Linked DNA regions of Mus musculus: region 1 is linked to region 2. A link is a contact called in public HiChIP or PLAC-seq data. All regions are on one chromosome and are shown on one strand. The core of a region is the stretch at or near the end of the contact, and the rest is flanking DNA. Distances in the headings are between cores, read along the strand shown.

Evidence for each region. HiChIP or PLAC-seq counts read pairs in DNA pulled down with a chosen protein or histone mark.
Region 1: a contact with region 2 is called in an H3K27ac HiChIP or PLAC-seq map of hepatocytes, with 6 times the contacts expected there. The contact joins two enhancer-like sites. A contact is called at or near these places in 5 of 484 Hi-C or Micro-C datasets (all in liver) and 3 of 115 datasets of contacts at active chromatin or transcription factors (hepatocytes and liver).

What each region holds. Positions count from the first base shown.
Region 1 is chr17:67,155,314-67,162,161 of GRCm38.p6, forward strand. The region is part of intron 2 of Ptprm (protein tyrosine phosphatase, receptor type, M); the gene reads right to left. Among named protein-coding and RNA genes, the nearest start is that of Gm52313, 130 kb to the right of the region's middle. Within about 2 kb of position 4,433, at least 11 of the 459 cell types and tissues checked have an H3K27ac peak or open chromatin away from gene starts, as enhancers often do. A contact at or near this core is called in hepatocytes, where this site is marked.
Region 2 is chr17:66,876,563-66,884,063 of GRCm38.p6, forward strand. The region is part of intron 14 of Ptprm (protein tyrosine phosphatase, receptor type, M); the gene reads right to left. Among named protein-coding and RNA genes, the nearest start is that of Mir5709, 150 kb to the right of the region's middle. Within about 2 kb of position 4,594, at least 9 of the 459 cell types and tissues checked have an H3K27ac peak or open chromatin away from gene starts, as enhancers often do. A contact at or near this core is called in hepatocytes, where this site is marked.

The DNA of each region.
Region 1 (6,848 bases), core at 3,183-5,682, 280 kb after region 2:
ACCCAAACTCTGGGGCAAGACTCAACCCCATACTCTCCCTGGCTTCCTCCCACCACATCCCAGACATATCAGGTGATCTGAGCTGCTGAACCCAAAAAGCATAAAACAGCATTGTGGCAGGAATGTACATCAGCCCTGTCTTAGTTAGGGTTTTACTGCTGTGAACAGACACCATGACCAAGGTAACTCTTATAAGGACAACATTTCATTGGGGCTGCCTTACAGGTTCAGAGGTTCAGTCCATTATCATCAAGGTGGGAGCATGGCAGCATCTAGGGAGGCATGGCGCAGGAGGAGCTGAAAGTTCTACATCTAAATGCTGCTAGGAGAAGACTGGCTTCCAGGCAGCTAGGACAAAGGTCTTAAATCCTACTTCCTTCAACAAGGTCATACCTACTCCAACAAGGCCACTCCTCCAAATAGTGCCACTTGCTAGGCCAAATATATTCAAACTACCACAAGTCCCATGGACCAGGACAAGCATTTTAGTTTCAAGTCTCAGTGGCCTTGACTCTTACAGGTGCAGTACCCAGGGTGTTGATTGAATTTCCCCAGAGACCAATGAGTTAAAGGCACAGTTTTCCAGCTGGTGCTACTGGGAACCAGAGAGACATTCAGGAAGTGGAGCCTAGTGGGCAATCTTCAGGTCCCTGGGACTGTCATCTCAAAGGAGATAACGGGACCATAGGCCCTTCCTCCTCCCCCTCATTAGTATCCTGGCTATAAGCTACGACAACTATTGTTCAGTCAGTGCCACAGGCCAAAGCCAGACAACGGACAACTAAACATGGACTGAAACTTTAAAAGCCACAAGGCAGAAATAGACCTTTCCTCTTTATAACTTGATTATCTCAGGTGTTTGGACACAGTGACAGAAAGTGAGCTAACAATTGCTAAGATGGACTGAACTGGAAAACTTTGACTCTGACATAGAGGAGGTATCCCATAACTGGCATCCACCTTTGTGGTTGTTACCATCATGAAAATCTGCATTTCTTTAAAATGCTTACAGTTTTTTCCCCCAAAAAGGAATTAACCACAAATCATGAATGAACACTTTAAACACACAGTGCATTAATAATGAATGAACAGTGAACACAGTGTTGAATTGTGCTAGTCACCTCTGCTTAGCTGTATGCCAAATGCCCAAGGGGTACAACTTAAAGGAAAGGAAAATGATTGTTTTGCTTATGGATTTATGAGGTTTTATACATGGCCACTTGTTTCCATTCATTTAGTGTGACGATTTATCACAGTATAAGTGTCATGCAAAAGACAGAGAACAAACAGGTCAAGGGACAAGAACCCAGGAATTGATTTCAAAGCATGTCCCATTGACATGCATCCTCCAGCAAGGTTCACTTGCTAAAGTCTCCAAACACCAGCTAAAAAGAGGGTCAGACACCTTCAAAAAGAACATTACAGACTCATACCCTGAGAACAGAGAAGATTTAAGTCACAACCCAAAAGGCTTATGGGTTTTTATGCAAAGCAACACCTTGTTTTCATACTGACTGCTTAACTTCATACCCAATTCATCATGGTTTTCTTCCAGATTAGCAGCAATCTGTGACACTGCATGTGTGGTTTCAGTAATTCACGGTCACTTCTTTGTCACCGTGTAACACTGTGGGTGATAGGGCTAAAGTGTGCCACCAAATTCAAGCTAAGTTTCTAGTCCTTGGAAGTCAACGAGGAATGGGGAGTTAGATCTTGCTTGCTTTAATTCCCACACAGTAAGCATTTACTTAAAGGGGCTATGCTTGCTTTAACCCCCATAGAGGAAGCATTCCCTTAAAGGGGCAGGCTATACTTCCTGCCTGTGGTTCAGTTCCTCTCTTTCCATGATGTAAACAGGAATTTGGGCTCAGGATGCAGGGACCAGAATCTCATAAGGGAGATCTACTTGGTCCTGTGTTATTACCAAGTTCAATTTGCCTCTTTTGGCAGGAATGGAAGCCTTTTGGGCCAACAGACTCTGCCAGCCCTACTCAGCCCTCAGCCACTACCCATGAGCCTCTTCAGCATGCAGCATTAATTATCCAAGAGAGGATCAGGAGATAAGAAATGGGTAAATTAAATTCCACTCTATCAATTTTGTTTCTAGTTCATAGATCTCATGATATAGAGGAAAAATATTGAAAAATATGAGGTTTGGGGACAGCCTTTAATACACTCACTCAAGCTCCATCGAATGCTCATAACCGACTGAGCACAGTGCTCATGAATATGCATGAGCCTGGGACACGCACATGTATCTTCTTGGCAGAGCTGGAAAAGTCCACTCATCCTTGTTACGGTTAGAGAAGAGTGTTAGAAATCCGAGAAGCAATGGCAGAGCCTACACCTACCTAAGACCGGTGATCATACATAGACCCTGCCCACGGTCAGTCTCATGTTGTAATAAAGTCAGAATCTATATATATTAAACCACAACTCCTATATTAAACACATACAACAGCAGACCAACGCTCCATGATCAGGATCCTTGCCCCTGCTAAGTTTCTTGTTCCCTCATGAGCACAGTAGTATACCTTATTCACTCACTTCAGAGTAGCTTGGGTGTTGAAACCAAAAACAGTTCACGACCATAAGACAGAGTGCAAGCAGTGTTTTGTAGTAATGAATACTGTCTTCCCAGGCTCTGGTTAGATTCTCTGTTGCTGTGGTAAAGCAGTGCAAGTTAAAGCAATGAGGGGAGGGAAGGGTTTATCTCATGCCTCTTGGTCACACTTCAACACAGAGTGAAGTCAGGGCAGGAACTGAGGCAGAAGCTAGCTGTGAGGGAAGGCTGCTTGCTAGGTGGCTGGGGTGGCTCATCTTCTAGCTCAGGCTGCTGTCCACAGCAGGTGTGGGCTTCCACAGTGTTATCAATTTAAGACAATCTCTCACAGACATGGCCACTGAGCAATTTAATCTGTGAGATTCCTCAATTGATGTTCTCTTTCTACGTGACTCTAGGTTGTACTAAGTTGTCCGAAAACAAAACGAAACAAACCAACCAAATATAAACAAAAAAAGTAACCAACACGTCTCTTTTTGTATTTAAGTATTTATTTAGGTAATACAACATCTACAGATCTTTGACAGGAAACATGAGAGGGGAAAGGCTGGGTAAATCAATGGACATGTGGGTAGATAGCTAATAAGATTTAAAACACCTACGACAGTCAGCTGCTACTTTAAATTTAGGCCACCACTTAGGCACAGGATGTTGTCCTAATGGCCCTCATAGGCTGAAAATCCTCCTCAAAAGGCCTGGGACCTGAGTGCTATGGGTTTGGGACTTTTTTTTCAGATTCTAAAATATTCATAAACGCAAAGATGTTTTGAGGAGAGGAGCCATGTTTAATGTCTAAATTAATTCTCCTTCATGTGTGCCTTGTGCTTACAGCTGGAATGGATACACACAACAGCCTCAGCTCACCTGCGTCTTTGCCAGGTGTGTGATTTCTCACCTGCGGTGCCATGTCTGCTCAGAAAGTGTCAGATTCCGGAGCATTTCAGGATTTTAGATTATCAATTTTTAACCAGTATTCTAATTAGCATCCTTCATATTAATTTCCTCCTCCCTCTCAAATTCCCAGTTTTCTACATCTGCTGCCAATGTATTTCTCAGCATAAGGTATGTAAGAAAATAATCTTTGCTAACACAGACACTTTGGTAAACATCTCTCTAGAAATCTCTCTGTCAGCACCAGCACAAGAAGATTAGTGACATTGTCAATAATTTCACTGGTAATGATTGGAGCTGGGGACCTGTGATGAGATGGGAACCTGTGGAAGCCAGAAAGAAAACTCGCAACAAATACAAAGTTGCTTTTCTCAAGCTAACACCCTTAGAGGAAGGGAGGCCCAGTGCCTGGAGAGGTAGCTCCCCTGTCCTCTGGCAAATGAAGATGGAAGGAGGTGGGAGACAGATACGGAAAGACTGTCTGCATCCTCTGCTCGTCCCTTGTTCATAACTCTGCTTCATCCTGAGCCCCGGGCACCTTAACCATCACCACCTTTGTCACCATGAACAAGAACTCTACCTGTCCCTCCCGTCCTGGCATCAAAAGTGAGGCTCTTAACATTTAAAGGCAAACATACAGGAAGCAATCAAGCAAACAGTACTAGCCCCGTGTCTATGCAGTGCCCTTGGATCCCTGCAAATGGGCACAAGTGTGACCAGCACTTGCACGTCTATGCAGCACCATTAAATACAGTGTTGGCACCATCTCTGGCTACAGCCCTGGTCTACACAAGCCAGAACCAAGCATGGCCTCTGCAGCTCCGGTCCAGCTTCAGCCAGTTTCGCCTTGGCTGTTTGGCTGACTCTTAAATCAATCTGTTGACTATTTTAACTCTGTTCCCTAGAAATGGAGCCGTAGGTTGGTATGATAGCATTTGTCCCAGCATATGCCACAGCCTGGGCTTGGGGCCCATAATGATTACTTGATATGTTTGTTTTTCTAGAGCCTCCTTTCCTCCAATAACTGCGAGTTCCTGGCAGAGCCTATCCCTTTGGTTTCTGCAATCCATGATTGATTAGATGAGTGCCGTGTGTTGTGTCGGCTGATGTCAACACAGCCCGGTCAGTTTCCTGCTTATTCTACTTCTCTGTGAGCTCGCTGTAACTCAGGATCATTCATACCCTGCAGACAGAGCTCAAGTCCTGTGTCGTGGAGACATCCTGATGAGGTCCTAGAAGGGTTCTTGATGTGCAGAGCAAATTGCACATTCGTTTCTGGGATCAGAAATTCAATTCGACCAAGAGAAAGTCAAGTGCTGAAACAATAAGCTAATTCCACTTTCAAGATGGCTTCAGTGAGTCCCTCACCGAGGACTCCACCCCTTTCCAGTGGGTTAAGCCCTGCAGGTGGGGTTGAATACTATCCTCAGGTTACTCCCCTTGACCTCCATGGCTGTGGACCTCCCTCTTCCTAGTTTACACCTGAAGTGTTGTCCCACTCCTTGGGACTGAACCCAAGTGGGCATTTCAAATCTATTTTTAATACTACAAATGTGATCCATTTTTCTAGGCTTTCCTTTGATTGAGGAATGGAGAGGTTCACATTTTACTTGGTTCCGATTCTCAAGAAAACACCGTGGAACCCATTTGTCCTTTTCACACTGCATGACCTGACTGCCTTCCTGCTCTCAAGAGGAGCACATAGTTCTGCACCCACGGCAAGCGTTCTGCGCCCTGGGACTTACAATCCAAATGGAAAGGCCGGACAGCGGCACAGGAAAGAAATAGTCCTGGAGCAAAGAATGCAATCATCAAGAGTCAAGAAGTTCAGAAAAAACGGCTTCCCATCCTGCTGTCAGAGGAACGAGTGAGATTTAAAGCTCAATTCTCAAAACTCTTTGGACTTTGATGGTATTTTGGGAAGTCTTTATCTCAATTGTACCAAGATTGAAGGGAAAGGGTTTATACACAGCACAGCAGGTTACTGGAGAGGTTCAGAAATTGTATCAGGAACTGAAGGGCTGGGAGCAATCATCTTTTGAAAGGGAATGGGTAGAGCCTGGGGGAGGGAGGGAGAAGCTATGGTGGAGGTAAGAGCAGCAGGGTAGGGTGCAGCCAGGAAATGTGTGAGCTTGGTTTGCAAATCTGAAGCTCGCCAGACTTCCACCAGCAGATAACTGTCATAGGGCAAGTTCAAAAGCAAGGAAGGTCACAAGGTTGACAGCTCTGGGCTTGGAGGTGTGCCTGCGGGTCATCTACAGAGAGAGAGACTCACTACGAGTTGTAGAAGGAGCTGCAGCACCTTAGGGAGTGACAAGAATGGAGGTCCATTTTGAGTGTTTCTGTCCTTTCAACATAAATAAAGCCAATCAAGCTCTATTTTCTATTGGCGGAGTCTAAACTTGTGCCCTTGAAAATAAGAGATTCCAAAGAATGGAGAATGGCTGGGGTGCTCAACTCTAAGCAGGACAACTAAATATATCACCCCCTCCAGGGCTCAGGGAACATCCTAAAGAGTGGGAAGAGAATGGAAGCTTAGGAGATTGGAGGGGGCACTGTGTCTTCTGCACACAGCAAGGCCACGGTACTCATGAGCTCACTACTTACAGGGTAACTTGTACAAGGTTGGATTCCTCAGCCTGTCAACGTGTGTGGTGCTCAGGAGACCCCTTATCGGTTACAAAGGAAGTAGGGACCGTGAATAAGTGGTTGGGGAAGAAGTATTGTCTTCAGTCCTGAACCCAAAGATAATATGACCACCCTGCAGTAAACAACCCCTAATTCCTGCTCACACAAGCAACCTTAGTGAAACTCGGTGAATCTGAGAGGTGGGGGGGGGGCAGGCATTGGAGGGATTTTAGAAAGAAGAAAGATGTCAGTGGGAGAAGGGGGAGAGATATGAGAGGGCAATTGTGAGACAATGACCCAAATTTCAGTATATACATATATAAAGCTTTTTAAACAATATTTATTTATTTTATTTTATTTTTAGTATAGAAATAGTGTTTATTTAGGGCATGGGGAGGGGAGTTGAGGGAGGGGTAGAGACAGAGAAAGGCAGAGAGAGAAGAGACAGAGAGAGAGGGAGAAGGAGAAGAGAAGGAGAGGAATAGAGGCTGCCCAGGAACACATGGGGAGAGGGGGGAGGGGAGTGGGGAGAGAAGGGACAGAGGGGGGGAGAGGGGAAGAGAACAAAAGAAGAATATTTATTTTTAAGGGAGGTGGGGTAAGAGATGACCACTGAGAAAGAAGGTAGAGCTGAATGTGAGATACTCAACACAGTCGGGATCTCGGAGCTCTCCCAAAGCACACCCACATTGAAATGAAGAGGGGGCAACTGAGAAGGGCTTAGGGCAAGGGAGATAAAATCTGCTGACAGAGACTGAGAGAGACA
Region 2 (7,501 bases), core at 3,344-5,843:
AGTCAAACACTGCAACTTTACTCCAGGATGATTTGGCAGGAAAGGGCCCCTTCCCCTGCTTCATAACCGAGTGTCGGAAATAGTAAAATTGAACCTTGATCAGACTGGTTGTCTTGGTTCCATCTTTATCGTGCCGCCTAGCCCCCCCCCCCCCCCCTTTCTCTTGTAGATTCCAAGATGCCTTTCCAGACTAGAACCCAGACATGTGAGCCACTGGCCGGCCGCAACATGTTAGTAATCGAGACATAGGCCTATCAATTTAATTTACCTTCCAAATTCCCACCAAACACAATTTTGTTCTTATGATTTTGCTAGGTTGTTTTCTGCTCATTGGCTATATTTTTGAAGAGGTAGCACTGGGCTAGCCACTTGCTAACATCTATTCACCACACATCGTGAAACTCTACTGCAGTGGCCAAACCATACTCTATAAAATATTGGAAAATAGGACTCAATGACCCATAAATTAGTATAATATAGTAAATTATCTACTTCATATCTAGATATTTTCTCTCCTCCAGTAACACAAATAACCGAGTCGTGATTCTAGTTATAAAGAAAAACTTAGAAAATAGCCATTTTAAGAAAAATGGAACTAACTTACTTCTCTCGATAATGAAGAGGGAGTCTGCAAATTAGTAAATTTAGAAAATTTGCTAGAGAAACATTAGTAAAAGTCAGAGTAATGATGTAGACCATACACTGCATTTCCCTACTTTGATGCTCCATACTTAGGATAAAACTTCCAAGTGCACGGTAAGAATTCCAAGGCTGCCATAAAGACCTTACTATGGTCTCCTGCTACTTGGGATCGCCTAGCAAGTAGTCTTCATATCCAAGTTTTAATGAGAGAACCAAATGGTTTGGCATAGATTTGAGTCTATCTGTCATCAAGAATGAAAATATGTTCTTGTCAAAAGTGTTTCAAAACATTTAGTAGCTTTTGGGATACATCTGTCAAACTAATACCAATAGTATGAAGTACAGTTGAAATACATGGCAGAAAGCACGTGAACACCGCTAAATATTTTTAGCAGAGTGCTAGAAATACACTGTGTGTTGTCCAGAGTTGAGAAGTAGGGACGATTTCTTGCTCAGAGGGAGGCAATCCATGGGTAAAATATTTGTGACAGAAAAAGAAGGGACGGGGAGCTGTCATGAGCTGGTGTGGAGCCATAATGCCTCGAGTAGCAAGATGTAAGTCACTACAGGCTGTGACAGGCTGTTTCCTACATCGCTGGAAGGTGATATATCAGTGTGTGATGCCCTGGCATGTCGCCAGGGTAAACATAACAATGGCTCTTCCATGTTCATTTTACCCAGCTTTTAACACGCTAGAAGGCATGGAACTCTGCCTCTTTGGGACCCACAGTGATATACACAAGATATACACAAGTGATATACACAAGTGATATACACAAGTGATATATGCAAGAACAGGCTTGGATCATTACAGCCTCTTTCCAAATTCAGTGCGGGACTATAAGCTAGGAAGCAGGAAGCAAGAAGAAGGAAGTAGGAAGCAGGAGACCTTCATTCTTTCAAGGAACTCACAAGTTGCAGAGTTGAATAAAAGAGGTTTACAGGTGAAATAGGATTTTGTGATGTGAAAGCCGCTGAACTGGAAAGCTATGCATTTAAGGAAGAAACTTGCTCTGCTCCCCCACCCCCTGCTGTGTTCTTATTTCCACTCAGTTGTGGTCTGTTTCAAGTGTACTCAGACCTTTGATGTGGCAAAGGCTTCTGAAGGCCCCTAGGGCCTGACTCTCCTGGGTGAGTTCTGACTTATACAGGCCCAGCTTTTAGGCTGTCCGCCTGGGTCTGCTATATAACTGCCTTCTTTCTCTAATGCCTGGATAAGGAACACAGGCATACTGGTCACAGTGCAGGGCAGAGTTTCTGGTGTGCCCCTTTCCCCAGCTCACTAGAAAGATAGCTCTTCCATCTTTTGCATTTCAACCAAAGGATGCTAATGGTTTGGAGTGACAGCTAGGGAGATGGCTTTCCTCCCTTCCTCCCTTCCTCCTCCTCTCCTCCCTCTCCCCCCCTCCCCCCGCCTCCGGTCTGTCAATCTGCTGACCATGATATCTAAGATGACTTGCTTTTCTTGTTGGGTCGGGGTTAAAATGAGATAGTGAGATATACTCACTGGGTAAGTGTAATGTCCAATTGGGAAAATACGCATAAAATGTGTTACCTCCGTGTCTGGTTTGCCTCAGAGGCCTCACTTAGCAGACACTGATCACCACCTCTACTGACACTTGATAAGACTAGAATAATACACTCATTCATAAACGTGTCGGTAATTTAGATTCTTTAAGGTAAACCTTGTTTTATCTTCTTTTGTGTTCTTTGTCATCTCTTCTGATCAATAATATTGTTTGGAAGAATAGTGGGCTTTGTATGCCACCATGAAGTGTCCCCAGATAGGGTAGGCTGGAGAAATTCCATGAGTGGACATTGTCTTTGGAATGCCCACAGTCTTAAAAAATGGGTTCTTCAGGAGGGGGGTTGGGAAAAGGAGAACTGGATTTCTTTGTGGGGGGGGGGGGTATTGCAGCTTAGGGCTAGAGGGATAACCAAGCACATGTAAGGCCTTGGGTTCTACAAAGGGGAGGGAGGGAGAGAGAGAGAGAGAGAGAGAGAGAGAGAGAGAGAGAGAGAGAGAGAGCATGTATGTAAAGGCATAGGCAGGCTGTGGTCACTAATGAAATAAATCAAGTATGTTTGTGTCCATCAAGCCTCTTTTGGGTACTGGGATAAAGACACACCTCTCAGGCACAGTGCCAAGGGGATCATATATTGGGAAATCTGCTTGTTCCTTCTTTGTTTTCAGTGCTGAAAAATGAGTCCAGGGCTTTGCGTATGTGAGGCACATCATCTATCATGGGACCATGCCCAATGTGAGAAACAGATATGTTTAAGCCACAGTTCTTGACCTCAGAGTCTCTAGTCAGTTGAAAGCCACGACTTCTTCTTTAAAACAAAGTCTATTTTGAGAGAGTCAAGCTAGAGATAATGTAAGATCTGTAATGGAATCTTCCTTCACCCAAGAAAAACTATAACGCTGTATTTTAATGACCATCACCTATAACCCCACACTATGTGTGCTGGCTGATTCCATCTCAATGGCCATCTTGTCTACCTTGAGGAGAGGCTGCTAACGATGCAGAAGATGCTTTCTGAGGCAGATTGGTTTGCTCACTATCTCAGTTAGTAAAGATACCAGAAGGCCACAGGTAGCATGCTTCTAATATGGCTTCAGGTGCTTCTATGACCTCAGGCAAATGTATACCAATTACACAAACATTCTACTTTTGTCATATGAACAACATGATTTTCTTAGCTATACAGCTCAGGCCTAACAGCCCAAAAGGATGACACACCATTTGTTTAGTCAGCACTGTTACCCAGTGCTTTGAGACTTATTGAGAAGATAGTGATAGGGAGTCCAACCGTCTTTAAATATTTTCTGCCAATATTAAGACTTTTTTTCCTTGTGAAAACATATACTCCATTTTAAGGCATGTAGTTCATTAGTGGCATTAGGTAACCATGTAACCATCTTACCTTCACCACTACCTACCTCTGGAAATTGCCATGACCCTAAACTGCAATCCTGTTCCCATTAGACACCAAGTGCTTGGCTCTTCCTCAGCCCTTGGTAATTCTATGAAAGTGACTATTCCAGAGGCCACAAAGGAGCAACATCACATGGCATTTACCATTCAGTGATTGGTAGTTTTACTTAGCCTAGTGGATCATATGTGAGTAGCTACGGTTAGATATGTTTCCTTTTTAAGGTTGAATGTTACTCCACCAACACTTTGTGTATCTGCTCATTTGCCAAAGGAAGCTTGGTTGGCTGCTAGCTTTTAGCTTCTGTGAATGATTGTGCTATGACAATGAACATGTAAATATGCCTTCATGACTCTTAAATTCTTTGAGAAATAACCAAGAATGACTCCTTTTATAATTAAAGGCAGTAGCCTGCACTGTGGGGCTCCAGAACAATACCTTAAAGTGTTGCATGAATACCTCAAAAAAGGAATTTGAAAGAGAAACAAGTTTAACAGACTCTGTTGGCCAAGGCACAAAAATTAACTAGGTAAAAGAGAGTTCTTGGCTAATAGTCTCATTCAGTGGGGTCTTCAAGTCATAGTGATAAACATTTCAGAATCCAAAAATCTATTTTAATTTGTTTTTTTTTCTTCATTCTGCTTAGTTTGTCCCTTAATTTATGGCTCTTTCATCGGAGCTGTTTCATTTACTGTAGCTTAATTTGATTTGTTATTTATTCAGAGCTCCAGTTAAATTGTTGAAAGTTCTTCACATATTATCACCCAAATTAGCAGCACAATGCCTGAAAGAGAAATGATTGCTGAGTGCCCTCGACTGAACTAAAAAGGCCAAAGCTAATGCAGTGGTCAGGACAGTAATTAAAGATATTTTTGAGAATTCAAAATTTTATAAATCACAGGACACATGGTATTTAAAAAAAAAAAAAAAAAGAACAACCAACTGTGAGCAATGTCCTCTGTGTCTCACGTTCAGAACAGGGCCAGAAAAATCAATGAGCAGTGTTGCTCTGCACATAATCAGATCTATAATTCTGACCTTTGAAACAGTGAACTTCGTAATGGTCCTCATTCATCAAGCGCTCTCCCGCTCAGCTTCTCCCTCCACATAATGAATTGTCCTTTTACTCAGATACTTAACGACTTGAGTTAAGTTTAGGCGCTACTCTTTAAGCCATAGCTCGCCATGAAAGTGAAGGGGGTACTTGGGATAGGAGCCTGCCATTCATACTGTTCTTTTGGAACACTGTGGCCCACACTAGGCTGATCTATCTGTTAGTGTCTCTAACAACTTGGGCAACAAGAGGTTGACCAGGGCAAAGGACACTACAGACTCCTGAGGGGTTGATACAGCCTGCTCTCAGAACCAGCCAGCTGAGGATTGACTAATGTGTGGCTCCCCGCAACAAGCTCTCCCTAAGCTAGAGGGAGGTAAAGTTTCATGAGTCATGCAAGGACTCTAGAGTCCCAGGTCATAGTATATACAATAAACACGATCTTAGAGCAATGCCTAGGGAGAAAAATTAGACTTGCTTGGAAATTCAGATGGATAGGCTCCTGCAGTCTAAGAACTTGCAAAATGATGGTCATAGTAGAGAGTAAACTTGATCCTAGACAAAGAGTGGAGGCATGTGTGCAGCTGCCTGCCAAGGAGCTGAGGTGGAGCGGGCTGGCCTGGCCATATGTGAATGTGTAACACAGTCAACCATTAGGGTGAGTGGGAGCTGGTTGAGGAACGGTGGCAACACTATGATATAGGCACTAGGTATGCTATGAGGGTTCCAAGGATCGGTGTCAGCCTAGACTACAAAGATCACAAGGTCATCATACATAGATAAGACATTTTGCTACTGAGCATTTCAGTAAACATCTTCTTCCTCAATCCCATTTTATTAATATTTCTTTTGGATATAGGCTCAATGAGTCAATGTGTTGCACAAACTCATTATTTAAAATGGTCAAAGGAGCCTATAACAAGGAAATAGTAGGTGATTAGCGGCCCAAGGCTGTCCTGGGGGTGAGAAGCCTCAAAAACTCCCAGACTGATTGCTACCACAGGCTGAAGTCTAGGCTTTTCCACTGTAGCAGCCCTGACTTGAGAAAGCTAATATTTTTATTTAAGATCCATGACTACACTATAGAGAAAAATTCATTTTCACATCTGTTTCTTCATTTTAAATCTTAATTCATGTTACTCATGAATAAAATGCTGAACAGTATACTATGTATAAAAGTGTGTTTTGAAGGTGGCAGAAAGATAAAGTAGTTGTTCCCAGAGGCTGAGCAATGTTTGGAAGGGGGAGGGGAACACCAGGGCACAGGGTGCAGTGGCATGTGTGGGGAACGTCTGGTACTTGGCAGCATGGGAGGTAAACTGTCCTTGATACCAGTTAAGCAAATATAAAGAGAATGCCAAATGTTCCCAGGAAAGAGAAGACAGACATCTGAGGTGACAGCCATGCCAGCAACCCTGACCTGATCCCTATACATCCTACATGTGTAGTAGATATTGCCCTGTGCCCTATCAAGATGTATCAGTGCCATGTACCCATTAAAACGAGTGCAATAAAAATGTAACAAACAATAGTTTAACTAACTACTACTGATTAGTCCATTCATCGTTTAATTAAGCCTATACAAAATTAGATATACATTTATTCAACTCAACGACTTTCATATTTTCACTTAAGAGTAGAAGCAATTATAGTCAACCTTCAAAATAATCTTTATCTTCCAAGCAGGGAATGTATCCATTAGAACATTACAGGAAAGCTAATCAAATGTGATACTATGTAACATATATTCCTGTGTTTTTACTATCTGTATTGCTAAGAGGAACACAGTATTCCCCATGTTTTTAAAAGCAAAAGCAATTAAAATGCTTGCACTATGTATTGTTTGTTCGTTCGTTTGTGGTACCAGTGATGGAAGCCAGAGCTTATACATGCCAGGAAAACACTCTATTCTGTATGCTTGGATTAAACAGGTATTTTGTTTGTCTTTAGGGAGGAGGTATTCTTCATGCTTGCTCTAGACCAAGCACTGTGACAGATGTGAGGCTAGGTGTGCATCGGTCACCAGGGGTCGTCTCATAGCTCCACCATCTAACAGGAAACACAGACGACTCCAACATCATCCCGAGAGTGGTCTTGCGGAGAGTGGATACCAGTGTGGAAGTGAGTACTGGCGAGAGCACAAAATCCCAGGTTTCTGGATAAGAATGGGCCTCTCAAGCAGGTGCAGTGTCTAGTGTTAGAGAAACAGAATCTGGAGATTTGTGGTTGTGTCTGAGAGTGCCCAGGAGAGAGAAAACCGACTATTCTTAGGTAGGGTGGCCTTGGCTACCTTTTGCCATGCTTTTTTCTTGCTTTGTTTTTACAAAGTGGGAGAATGGTTAGGACTCAATAAATGAGTTTGTTTTCACTTGCTGCTACAGGAGCTATAGAAACAGCCCCTTGCTAGTGCCAGAGGAGTAGTGTCAGCATACTGACTGAGGGTGCACAAAAATAACAACATCCCAAACTTCCTTCAGAGACCAAAATCCAGTCTGGGGTACACTTGGCAAAAAACTTGCTTTTTTTTTTTTTTTTTGCTTAGTAAACATATTATTCAACATTGTGTTTTGTCATACACTGCCAACAGTGACAAAACTATCAAATCAAAAAGCAAAGGGTCCCCTAATTAACACAATAGGTCTCTTTACGCTTTTGAACATTTATATTATAAATGAACATATAGGAGAGATTCCATTTATAACTCTATTCCCTATTAAAAAGAAATTCAGATTTATGCTAGAAATTCATGTCACAAGGATCACAGCTCCAGCTCCAACTCAAACTAGAAACTGGCCTGTTTTTTCCTTTCCTTTCTTTTCTTTTCTTTTCTTTTCTTTTCTTTTCTTTTCTTTTCTTCTCTTTCTTTCT